2 separate regions of the Sus scrofa genome follow, and region 1 is linked to region 2. A link is a contact called in public HiChIP or PLAC-seq data. All regions are on one chromosome and are shown on one strand. Each heading gives the region's core, a stretch centred on a gene start, on an enhancer-like site or on the middle of the called end of the contact. The rest is flanking DNA. Distances are from core to core; before and after follow the strand shown.

The links. HiChIP or PLAC-seq counts read pairs in DNA pulled down with a chosen protein or histone mark.
Region 1: a contact with region 2 is called in an H3K27ac HiChIP or PLAC-seq map of alveolar macrophages. The contact joins two enhancer-like sites.

What each region holds. Positions count from the first base shown.
Region 1 is chr13:51,277,942-51,283,568 of Sscrofa11.1, reverse strand. It overlaps a transcript of MITF not described here. Among named protein-coding and RNA genes, the nearest start is that of MITF, 100 kb to the left of the region's middle. Within about 2 kb of position 2,813, at least 10 of the 83 cell types and tissues checked have an H3K27ac peak or open chromatin away from gene starts, as enhancers often do. A contact at or near this core is called in alveolar macrophages, where this site is marked.
Region 2 is chr13:51,123,403-51,129,002 of Sscrofa11.1, reverse strand. No RefSeq gene overlaps it. Among named protein-coding and RNA genes, the nearest start is that of FRMD4B, 150 kb to the right of the region's middle. Within about 2 kb of position 2,247, at least 3 of the 83 cell types and tissues checked have an H3K27ac peak or open chromatin away from gene starts, as enhancers often do. A contact at or near this core is called in alveolar macrophages, where this site is marked.

The DNA of each region.
Region 1 (5,627 bases), core at 1,564-4,063, 150 kb before region 2:
TTGTCACTGCTGTGGCTCGAACTCTATTGTGGCATGCATTTGATCTCTGGCCCAGGAACTTCCACATGCTGCAGGCAAGGCCAAAAAAATAAAAAAAGAATGAGGAAGAAGGTGGTCTTAAAAAAAAAAAAAAAAAAAATTAAGCTACTTAGCTGAGGCATATGCAGGGTCCAAACCAGGGGAGGGTAGGAAGGCCGGAAAAGGTCACAGGGTTCCATCTCCAGCCATTCAGGAGCCCATTTCCCCATGTCACGCTTCTGTCTAATTGCTGAAGTCCACTGTCTCACTATCCTGTTCAGCGGAAACTGGCACAACACTGTAAATCAACTATACTTTAATTAAAAAAAATAATAATAATCCACCACCAACTTCCATTAAAAAAAAAAAAACCCAAAGCTTGTAGTTATCCAATAAAGGACTGTAGAGGCTAACAAAAAGAAAGAAAGAAAGAAAGAAAGAAAGAAAGAAAGAAAGAAAGAAAGAAAGAAAGAAAGAGAAAGAGAGAGAGAGAGAGAAAGAAAGAAAAAAGAAAAAGCCCACTGTCAGAGTTCCTGTCATGGCTCAGTGGTTATCGAATCCAACTAGAAACCATGAGGTTGAGGGTTTGATCCCTGGCCTTGCTCAGTGGGTTAAGGATCTGGCATTACTGTGGTATAGGTTGCAGACGCGGCTAGGATCCCAGGTGGCTATGGCTCTGGCGTAGGATGGCGGCTACAGCTCTGATTCGACCCCTAGCCTGGGAACCTCCACATGCCATGCCATGGGAGCAGCCCAAGAAATGGTAAAAAGACCAAAAAAAAAAAAAAAAAAAAAAAAAAAGCCCACTGTCTGTTATGATAACCATCCACTTCCAGGTGGCAGGCAAGCCTTCGGTCAAGATTCCTTGTCCCTTCCAAAGCAGCTGTGTGTGTGTGACATGGTGCAGGAAATGTTCCAGCTCACCCTGGGCAAGAGCTTCCCTCTCACCCCAGAGTACTTCACCTTGGTACACTGAAGAGGCTGCACTTGAGAAGGGAAGACAGTGAACCCCAGAACTTTTCCACCAAAGCACATCTCAGCGGAGGAGCAACACTCTTGCAGGGAGCGTGGGAAGCAGGGCCTAAAGCCCGGTCTGAATCCACCATCATCAAGGGAGAGGTCTCCCAGCAGCCTCACATCTACTCTGTAATATACCCTTGCTTTGATCAGCAGGAAACAGTGTCTAAATGACTGACCTGCTGCATTATGGAAACTTCTGCAACCCTACCCCAAATACTCAAGAACTGCTGATGCTCTAAAAGATGGACCACATTAACCTCCCATTTCATGCAGCCCTCGGCACAGAGCTTCAGACTCCCACTAAGAATCCCAGTGCTTCGATTTATTTTAAAGTCCTGATGTGAATGTTTTCATTAAAAAAAAAAATCACCTGAAAGTCCCTTACTTCTTTTTATACATCAGGCTTTCTTGAGGTAGGACTACATTTGGAGCAGATCAATTTCCTCCTTCGTGGGTACTGAACACTGCTGAATGGAAATGCTGAAGCAAGTTCCCTTCTGAGCCTGCAGAGATGTCACCGCCACTGGGAAAAGCTATGGGCCACTGACATGCCCCAGCCCTCACATCACAGTGACCTCCTTCAGCCTGAGAACTGAGGCGGGAGAGAGGCAATATATCTAGAACCATCCTGGCAGAGGATATGATTAGGCTCCTCCAGCCACCTCCCTGGCCCCCACGCCCAGGCTCCATTGCACGCTCTTCCATTTAGAGAGCTATCAGACCCCATTATTCACCAGAGTGTCCTAAAAAGATTTAAAGAAAAGTCCTCAACTGTACTAAATACCGGAAGGAAAAAAAAAAAAAAAAAAAAAAAAGGAGCCACAAAATGAAAACTACCCTTTAAAAGTAGCTACGGTTAAACATTAAAAAAAAAAAAAAATCACATGATTTTGCTCCTCATACTACAGCTAATGAAAAGGGGCATTTAACATCCAGTGGGAAAAGCGGTGTTTTATAATTTCATCCACAATGACTACAAAGCTCATTTGTAAGAGCTTGGCGAACCCTCACTTCTTCTGCCCTAGAGAACCACATTCTCTGAGGTCAGAATCCAGGAACTTATTCTAATGTTGAGTGTTGTCCTGAGTTCCTTTAAAAGAAAAGAAAGAAAAAAAAAAAAAAAAAAACCAAAAAAATCCACATTGACTGAGGCACGACATTGTTTTAATACAAAAAACAAAGTGCAAGTTGAAACCATTGTAACATGTCATAAAGCATCCGTAATGGCCACTCAGCAAGGACTAAACTATTATTTTTAAGGTCATAAACAAGCACATACAGCACGCTACACTAAATTATTAGAAACATCCTCTTTAAAAGAAAGGGTCACAGAGGGCTCTGGCTCAGTCACACTGCTCTCCACACGCCAGCCGCAGAACTTACATATGACCTTTGCAATTCCCTGTGCCAATCCTTTCAGCACTCAGACATTTCACTTTAAAAATCAGGGAGAGGTGAGGCAAAGCCATAAAAACCAGCAGCAAGGACACTAGAATATGCTGGAATAAGATAACTGTCTTTCTCACAGAAGAAATGTAGGCATTGCTGAGGAAGAGAATCTAATGCAAAAGGCAACAGTCAGATCTCCTTGACCACTTACACTGTAAACCCAGAAAAGCAAAATCCGACTTACCCTGGGAAGCCATCCTATAGGCTGACTCAGTAAAGCAGCCAGTTGACGAGCCAAAAACAGCTACAAACCAGGGCTCCAAAGACTCAGTGGGTTTAATCCTCTCATGCACCTACTAACCCCTGCTACTATGTGTGCATCTGGCTTTTGTTAAAGCACTTCTGCAAACGTACAGAGGATGAGTAATCGTTCAGACTTGGTAAATCATGCCAAACCCATCACTAATAACAGTAGTTTCATTTACTCATCACATTTTTGAGTGCCTTGATTTTATTTTTTTTAAGCAAAATTAGTGTTTTTTGCTGATGCAAATTCCCCGCCACCAGAGCATGCACACAGTACCCAAGATGCAGTAGGCTGCCCTGTATGTGCATAACTTTTTCTGAGTCCTTTTCAGCAGTAAATGATGACCCAATATGTCAAGGTACAGCCTGCTTGATAATCTGTCTTTAACATTAGTATCACCACTCTTTTCCTAAATAAAATAAAACCTCCAGCCAATGCACTCTTTCATCTCTTTCATTGAAAAGGGCAGTCATTTCATCACAATAATTAGAAATACTGATGAGTGAGAAACACTGAAGCATAAATTCATCTCTCACTGTCTCCTATAATCACTGTTGCAATCTTCCATGTATCATTCCCAAAATTTCTATGTACACAGTATGCATCTGAGTGTGTACACACACACACACACACACACACACACGCACACATGCACACACAAACATACAAGCACTCTTCCAAAAAACTCTTGGGGCCTCATGGATCTTGGACATCAGAATTTTCTAGATTTTGCAAAGATAACAAAGTATACACACAGTCTAAATCCCTAGGGAGGTCAGGACAACAGCTCATAATCAACTGCCTTAAAAATTCTGCCAGAAAATGTGAATATTCAACTAAGAGGGATAATAAAAACTATAAATAGCCTCATGTCATTTCAGGTCAGGTAATTCTGCCAAGTAAGATTTAAAAAAAAAATCATTCAACATTCAGACACTTGAATTTTGGAATTGTGGATAAGGGATTTCAGCCCTGTATTTGTCTCCCAGTTACTTACCAAGTTTTGAAAACTTTATTTTTATTACAAAGGTAATTGTTTAAACATATAGGAATAAAATTAAAGTCATCTCTAAAATCCCTTCACACAGAGAATTGAGCTGTTATTCACTTATGTGTCAAGTGACTCCTGGGAGGACAGACTCTGTGGGGATATGAAAAAATCAAAGCAATTGGAATTCCTACTGTGGCACAACAGGATTGGTGGCATCTCTGGGGCATTGGGACACAGGTTCAGTTCCTGACCTGGCACAGCAGATTAATGACCTGGCATTGCCACAGCTGTGGTGTATGTGGTGTAAGTCACAACTGTGGCTCGGATCTGATCCCTGGCCCAGGAACTCCATATGCAGTGGGGTGGCCAAAAAAAAAAAAAAAAAAAAGAAGTAGGTGGAAAATACTACACGTAGTTCTACAATTGCTAAATAAAAATGTCATAGAAATATTAAAAAACATTAAAGCAAGAGTTCCCTGGTGGCCCAGCAGTTAAGGATTTGGCACTATCACCGCTATGGTGCAGGTTCGGTCCCAGACCCAGGAAAGTGTCACATGCCATAGGCGAGGCCCGAAAAAAAAAAAAAAAATTTTAAGCAAACATAAATCTTATTTTCAAACAAGGTAGAAACTAATACCTGTTTTAAAAAATGAGATGGCAATGTGCTATCAAAGTTTAAAGGAGGTGTCAGGTGAACACATCATCCTTTAAGCTACCTCGAACCTTTTAAGACACTTCTTATGTTTGAAGAATTCTCCTTCTTAGGAGTTTACAGGACAGAGGCAGCTTCGACTCTGCCTCTGCATTTGGAAGCCAAATGTTCACTTTACCAGACTCCCTTGCAGGAAGGATGAGCACATGCCTTAAGGTCTGTGGAAGAGCTATACCTGGGCCTAGCTGGGCAGAACTATATGCTGACAAGGCAAGAAGCAGCTACATCTGGAAGGCCCTGGGTCTAGGGGCCTGGGCACGTGGCTTAATGCTCCATGTTGACAGGACCACTGATGCAAATTGTGGTATCCAGGCCCAGCAGTGGCATCATTAGAACCCCCAGTGGATCAGTGCTACAAAATGTCAGGGGAGGGCTCCCAGTTACTGTGCCTGAGGTCTGCATCTCTGGCCTCCTAGGGCTCCTGGGCTCCTGAAAATCCTTTAATAAACTCTACCTAAATGAAACAGAGTTGAACAAGTAAAGAAATCTGACCGCTACAAGGAAGAAAGTTAACAAGGCAACATGACATAGTAAAAAGAACCAAAGATGAGTGAAAGTCAAAGAGAGTGGCTTTCAAAATTTGACTCTTATCCCCACCCTGTACCAACTGTCTCTAGGCTCATGGACAAGCTTATTAGATTATCTGAACACGCTTTTCCCTACCTTCTTTTTTTTTTTTTTTTTTTTTTTTTTTTTTAAGACTGCACCTGCAGCACATGGAAGTTCCCAGGCTAGGGGTTGAATCAGAGCTGCAGTTGTAGGTTTACATACACTACAGCAATGCCGGCTCCGAGCTGCATCTGCAACCCACACCCCAGCTTGTGGCAACACAGGATCTTTAAACCACTGAGCGAGGCCAGGGATCGAACCCACATCCTCAAGGGCACTATGTCAGGTTCTTAACCTGCTGGGCCATAACAGGAACTCAATTTCCCTATCTTTAAAATAATAATCTGTACCTTGCCAAACTGTTCATGAAAAAGAAATGAGCTCTTTCATTTATCCATTCACTGATTCAAATATTTATTGAGCTTCTATCATGTGCCACACAGTATGCTAAACACCAGATACAAGAGTAGCCAGATGTAGCAAATAAAACTACAGGTCATCAAACTAAATTTGAGTTTCAAAAATTAACCACAAATATTTCAGTATAGCATGTTCCACATTTGAGACATACCTATACCTTT
Region 2 (5,600 bases), core at 998-3,497:
GTGAACAAAGCGGAGGAGCATCCATGAGGATGAAGGTTCGATCCCTGGCCTTGCTCAATGGGTTAAGGATCCAGTTCTGCCCTGAGCTGTGGTATAGGTTGTAGACACAGCTTGGATCCAGAGTTGCTGTGGCTGTGGCATAGGCTGGCAGCTGCAGCTCTGATTTGACCCCTAGCTTGGGAACTTGCATGTGCCACAGGTGCGTCCCCACAAAGACAAAAGACAAAAAAAAAAACAAACAAACAAACAAAAAAAAACAAACCTCAAGCTTTAGGATCAGAGGAGCTGGGGGTTGAATACTGTATCATCCACTTAGCCATCCATTTCCTTATCTGAGGTGACAATGAAAGGAGTTGATCCTAGGAAGTGCTTACAATAGTTGCTGGCATGGGGTGAACCTAATTTAGTGTTTGTTTGTTGTTGTCATAAACATTCTACAATTAGGAAAATAAACCCAAGCCTCAGATATTTGAGGAAAACCAATAAAGGGAAAAGCCAAGACAAATGAATAGAACAACTGGATCTCCAAGGAACATTTAGAGAATCACTCAGGGAATAGATGAGATTAGCACATTTCAATAAATAACATTAATAATATTCAAGAAAATACTGTACTCGTAAAAAAAGTAAATGCATAAACAGGGGATGCAAGACAGTACAAGATACAACCAATAAAACTAAGGTAGAGCCCCAGATTCTCCAGGTTTCACCAGTTTCACAGACACATAGCAGCATCCTGGGCCTCAGCCCACCTAACACTGTAGCAACTGCCAGGCAATTATACTCTGTTTGGTCAACCAGTTACACTCTATAGCACTGGCTTCTCCCATAATTTCTGGAAATGGTGGGCATTCTGGCTTCTCTCAGAAGGGATGGTTGACATAACTAGTGTGGGGGGGGCAAACCCCCTTTCTTCCAACATGTGAGCAGAGAGATGGGAGATTTATGATGTAAGAGGGCTATGAACAGAAACAATAGAAAATAGTCACCCTAGCTGAATTCAATATCTGCTTATTATCTAGGTCTTTCTAAATTTCCCTCCTTGACAGTACCAATTAGCTACATCTCACATAGAGATTTATAGTCTGACAAGTCTGAAACCCTGGTAACCCTCGTTCAGTGGGTTGAGGATCCAGCGTTGCCGTGAGCTGTGGTGTGGGTTGCAGACGTGGCTCGGATCCCATGTTGCTGTTGCTCTGGCGTAGGCCAGCAGCTGCAGCTCTGATTAGACCCCTAGCCTGGGAACCTCTGTATGCCGCGGGAACGGCCCAAGAAATGGCAAAAAGACACACACACACAAAAATAATAATAATAATATATACCTTCCGTTGTTTGAATATTGATTATGTATGATATTTATGAATGAAGTTATTTTGGGAAGGAATCTGACACAACAATATAGACAGTGCTCAGCATGGAGTGAGCACATGATTAAGGATTAAATGACACTACATGTGTAAAGCATTTAGCACAGTGCTTGGTGCCACTCACTAAATACGGTTATTACTTTCATCTTGATATTACTGATTTTTGAGGTTCTAGCTTTCAATTAACTGAATCACATCCCACATGCAACTTTCATGAACACATCTAAAAAAAGTTCCGTCCTAAGTTCCCATTGTGGTGCAGCAGAAATGAATCTGACTAGTGTTCATGAGGATGCAGGTTCAATCCCTGGCCTTGCTCAGTGGGTCGGGGATCCAGCACTGCCATGAGCTGTGGTGTAGGTCTCAATCGTGGCTCGGATTCCTTGTTGCCGTGGCTGTGTTGTAGGCTGGCAGTTGTAGCTCTAATTCGAGCCCTGGCCTAGGAACTTCCACATGCCATGAGTTCGGCCCTAAAAAGTTAAAAAAAAAAAAAAAAAAAAAAGTTCCTTCCTTCTACCAAGCCAGAGTCCAAAGATTTTTCAAAGATTTTATGGCAAATTCTCGTTCCCACCTTCACTAGTGTTAAGATTCTGAGCCTCAGCATCTTTATCTGAGAAATGGGGCAAGAACAAGACGAAGCACAGAAAATGTAAATGCAACAATGCACCTAGTACGTGGCATATAGTAACATCATAAAAGCCACTGCTATTGCTGTTGTTACAAAGAGCCACAAATCTATACCCATATAACATCTTGAATAAGAAAGAAATACCTTGACAATCCCTCAGGTCGAAGGCAGATTTCTTGAGGCCTTCTTCTGCAATTGGGAAGCACAATGCCTTCATTGTCCGAATTCCCCAAGGCTGCTGTCATCACTAGGATCTGCTGCCTCCCTGTGGAATTTCATCGACACAGTCATCAGACTGTCAAAGCTTCTAGGGCAGGATTTCATCACCAAGCCAAGCTCAGAAGATTCTGTAGGCTTCCTAACTGTTTTGTTCCTGGATTATTAGTATTCAGTTCTTTACACAATTGTCCCCTTTTCAATGAGTCCTATGCAGCCTCCTATATTAAAAAAAAAAAAACTCACAACCCCACTTGCTCCCAAACTTTCACACTGTTCTAGTGTTTCCCTTTCTCAATGCTTTTATCACCTTCTAACATGCTACATAATTTATTTATTCTTATGCTTATTATTTATTTTCTGTCTTTCCTGGTTACTTCAGAGGAGGAAAGATTTGGGGGGGTTTGTTTGTTTTTATTTGTTTGGTCTAATTTGATTCCAAGTGCCTAAAATAGCACCTGATACACAGAACTCAGTGTTTCTTGACTGAATGAAAGAATGTATTTCCTGTAACATGACATGACATGCTTGAGAGACTTGAAGATTCTAAGAGTTTAGGTTTCCTGTTTCCTCTGAACTGTGACTGGTCTTTGGTGGCTGCTTTGCTTTCTATGCGCCAAGTTGAAGGAAAGATGGACTCTTTCCTTACCTGTCCCTAACAAAAGCTAATTAGCACAAAGCAATTGTGCAGCCCATGCCCAAAAGAAGCTGGGAACAGCAGAGGGGACCTACCTTTCAGCAAAATACAGCTGTCAAGGAAACTTACCTGTTCTTAGTTTTGCTGAACATCCTCCATGGAAACCTGTCACTGATGTGTCACTGCTAGGGATCCCCCACCGCCAACAATCACCACATTCCCAGACCTCACCCACTTTTTCTTTCTCACAGTTTGCTTACAACCTCTTCCTAAATGTTTGTGTTTTGAGCTTCTAAATGAACTCCATGCCTATATCTGCATTTCCCAAAGCCCAAGAGGGGGGGTCTGCTCTAGAAATCATCTTGCAGAGGACTTGCACCTTCCTGCCTGGCAAAGCAGCCACAGAACCTTCGACATCTGTTCTTTAATGTAATTACAAAAATCTCAGGTCTGCCTCACCCTCCCCTTTGCTGTCAGTGTGAGGAAGAAGGTAGAAACATTTATCCCACACTGTTGTAACTGTTGGACCAAACCCTTTTTGTTGTTAATTACCTTCTCCCCCTCTGCACCATGCCTAGCATATAGCCTGTGCTCAGTAAATGGAGCCCTTATGAAATGCTCTTCTAGGGGTGAGACCTTTGTGGTTCTGAGAGCAGAATGCAGAAAGCAAAGTCATGCAGGGTCCTCAGCTAAGACAGAGAAATCGGGTGGCACCTCAGTTGGGTTTCCCCAAAGCAGGGCCTGAGACATGGACTGGGGTGCAGCTGGTTTATGTAGGAGCAGGGGGAGGTGGGAGGAGAGTGCTGAGACAGGAGAGGAAGAAAAGCTAATGCCAGGTGGAGAGTAAGTGGGAGAGAGGCTCTAGGCCAAGGGGCTCACCCACACTGGGGAACTTCAGAGGAACCAGGACAAGGAGATGTGGGGGTGCCATTTGTCCACTGACTCCTGACTTTCAATGGCTGGCGTTTGCCTCTGGGGCATAGTAATCCTCATTCGCTCTGCACTTACCCGTTTGTCTTGCTGGAAGTAGAGTCATTGCCACAGCACTGAAGAAAGTCCTAAGGAAGACAGTGGGGCCGTTCCAGCACTTGAACTAGGAGCTCTCATGTGCCAGAGGTCGACTGCCCTATCCCAGCTGCAGAGGATTACAGAGGTGGAGGTGAGCAGGGGGAGGTGGAACAGGCTGAGGATAGCCTCCGTGCTGGGGGGTGGGGGAGGCAAGAGCACTGCATCTCAGTCCTGACTGGCCACTAAATATCATTAGACTAAGAACTTTCCTGTCTGTGCCTTTAACCGTGTCTTTCCTATTATGGGAAAGGGGAAAGGACTACCTTTACCTTGAGCAGGTACTGGTTGTAAATGAATCCCCTGGGAATCCCTGAGCAGGCTCTTCCACTTCACAAGCACCAAGACAAGAGATATTTTTCTCTGTCTACGGACAGGAAAACTAAGACCACAGGAGCTAAAGGGACATTTATGTTCAAGGTCACTCAGCTACTGATGAGAAAAATTAAGCTTTGAGACCAGGACTTTAAAATTCCCCAGTCCTCGCTCTTCCATCGCCCAAGATGAAATGGGGAAAACAAGCACAACCCAATCATAAAGGGAAGCTCTGCTTGCAGAATATTGCAAGGCTGGGCAAGCAGAGGTCCACTCAAGTTGTTGAGGATTTGTGGCTATGCTCAGTCAAGCATGCACTCTTCTTTCCTTCCTTCCTTATTAACTACCCTGCTCACAGCCTCTGTCTTCTTTACTGCTCCTAACACCTGCAGCCAAGAAACCAGTGGTATTTACTCTAAGTGCACGCTGCCTTGAAGCCCTCCATGTGGTGGGGGCCCAGAAGAGCTGGGAGTTGGGTAATTCATTTGCTAAGACTTGAGAAGCTCCACATTTATCTTCCTCAGCTCTACACACATGCACATGAGCGCACGTGCATGCGCACACCCACCAACCCACCAGCTATCTTCCTAACCTTTCCAGCCCAGCAGAGTGAGCTGGGCTGGAAGCAGGATTGGCAGTTCTCTCCTGTGTGTCTGAGACTCAATAGGCCATGAGAAACTTCCAGCAGGACCAGATCCTGAACTAATAGAATTCATGTTATTTGGATGTTTCTCTGTTTTTCTGTTAACTTTCCTTTTCAAGGGATATTTTTATGAGTCATTGGCTGGCTTGTCTTCTCCCAAGTCATCTGATTTCCATTTAGATGCTGTTCCAGCTTCCAGTGCATTTTCTTTTACAGCCATTTGAGTTGGACTTAATTGGTCTGGTACAGGCTTTTGCTGAAGTTTTTATATGCCTGATTGTTTTATGGGTGCTGGATTTCTGAGATTGGCTTGCTTTAGCCTGGTCCACATTTTCTTGTGTATTTTCTCCCTTTTCATCCCCTTCTCCTCTACTGTTTTGCAATCAACCAACTCTAAATCTTCATAGATACTTCACTTGATTTTTCCTCGTTGAGTTTTACTGTTTTCCAAGTGTTCGTTTTTCATTGATTTCTCACTGTACCTTGTTTGTTCCTCTCCTGCTTTGGGACTTTGCTGAGGGAGTGATGGTTTTTCAGCCTCCAGGTCAGTGGTGCTATAAGTTGTATGTCCATACGTCCTTGTTTGTCTTGGACAGTCCTGGGTGTGGCCTGCTGGTACAGTGTCTGTTCCAAGTATCCCTGTGAAGATGTCCCACTTGGGAGGATCAATTACTTGGTCACCCTACCACAGAGTGGGTTTGTTCCACTTTATCTTGCAGACTAGGGCCG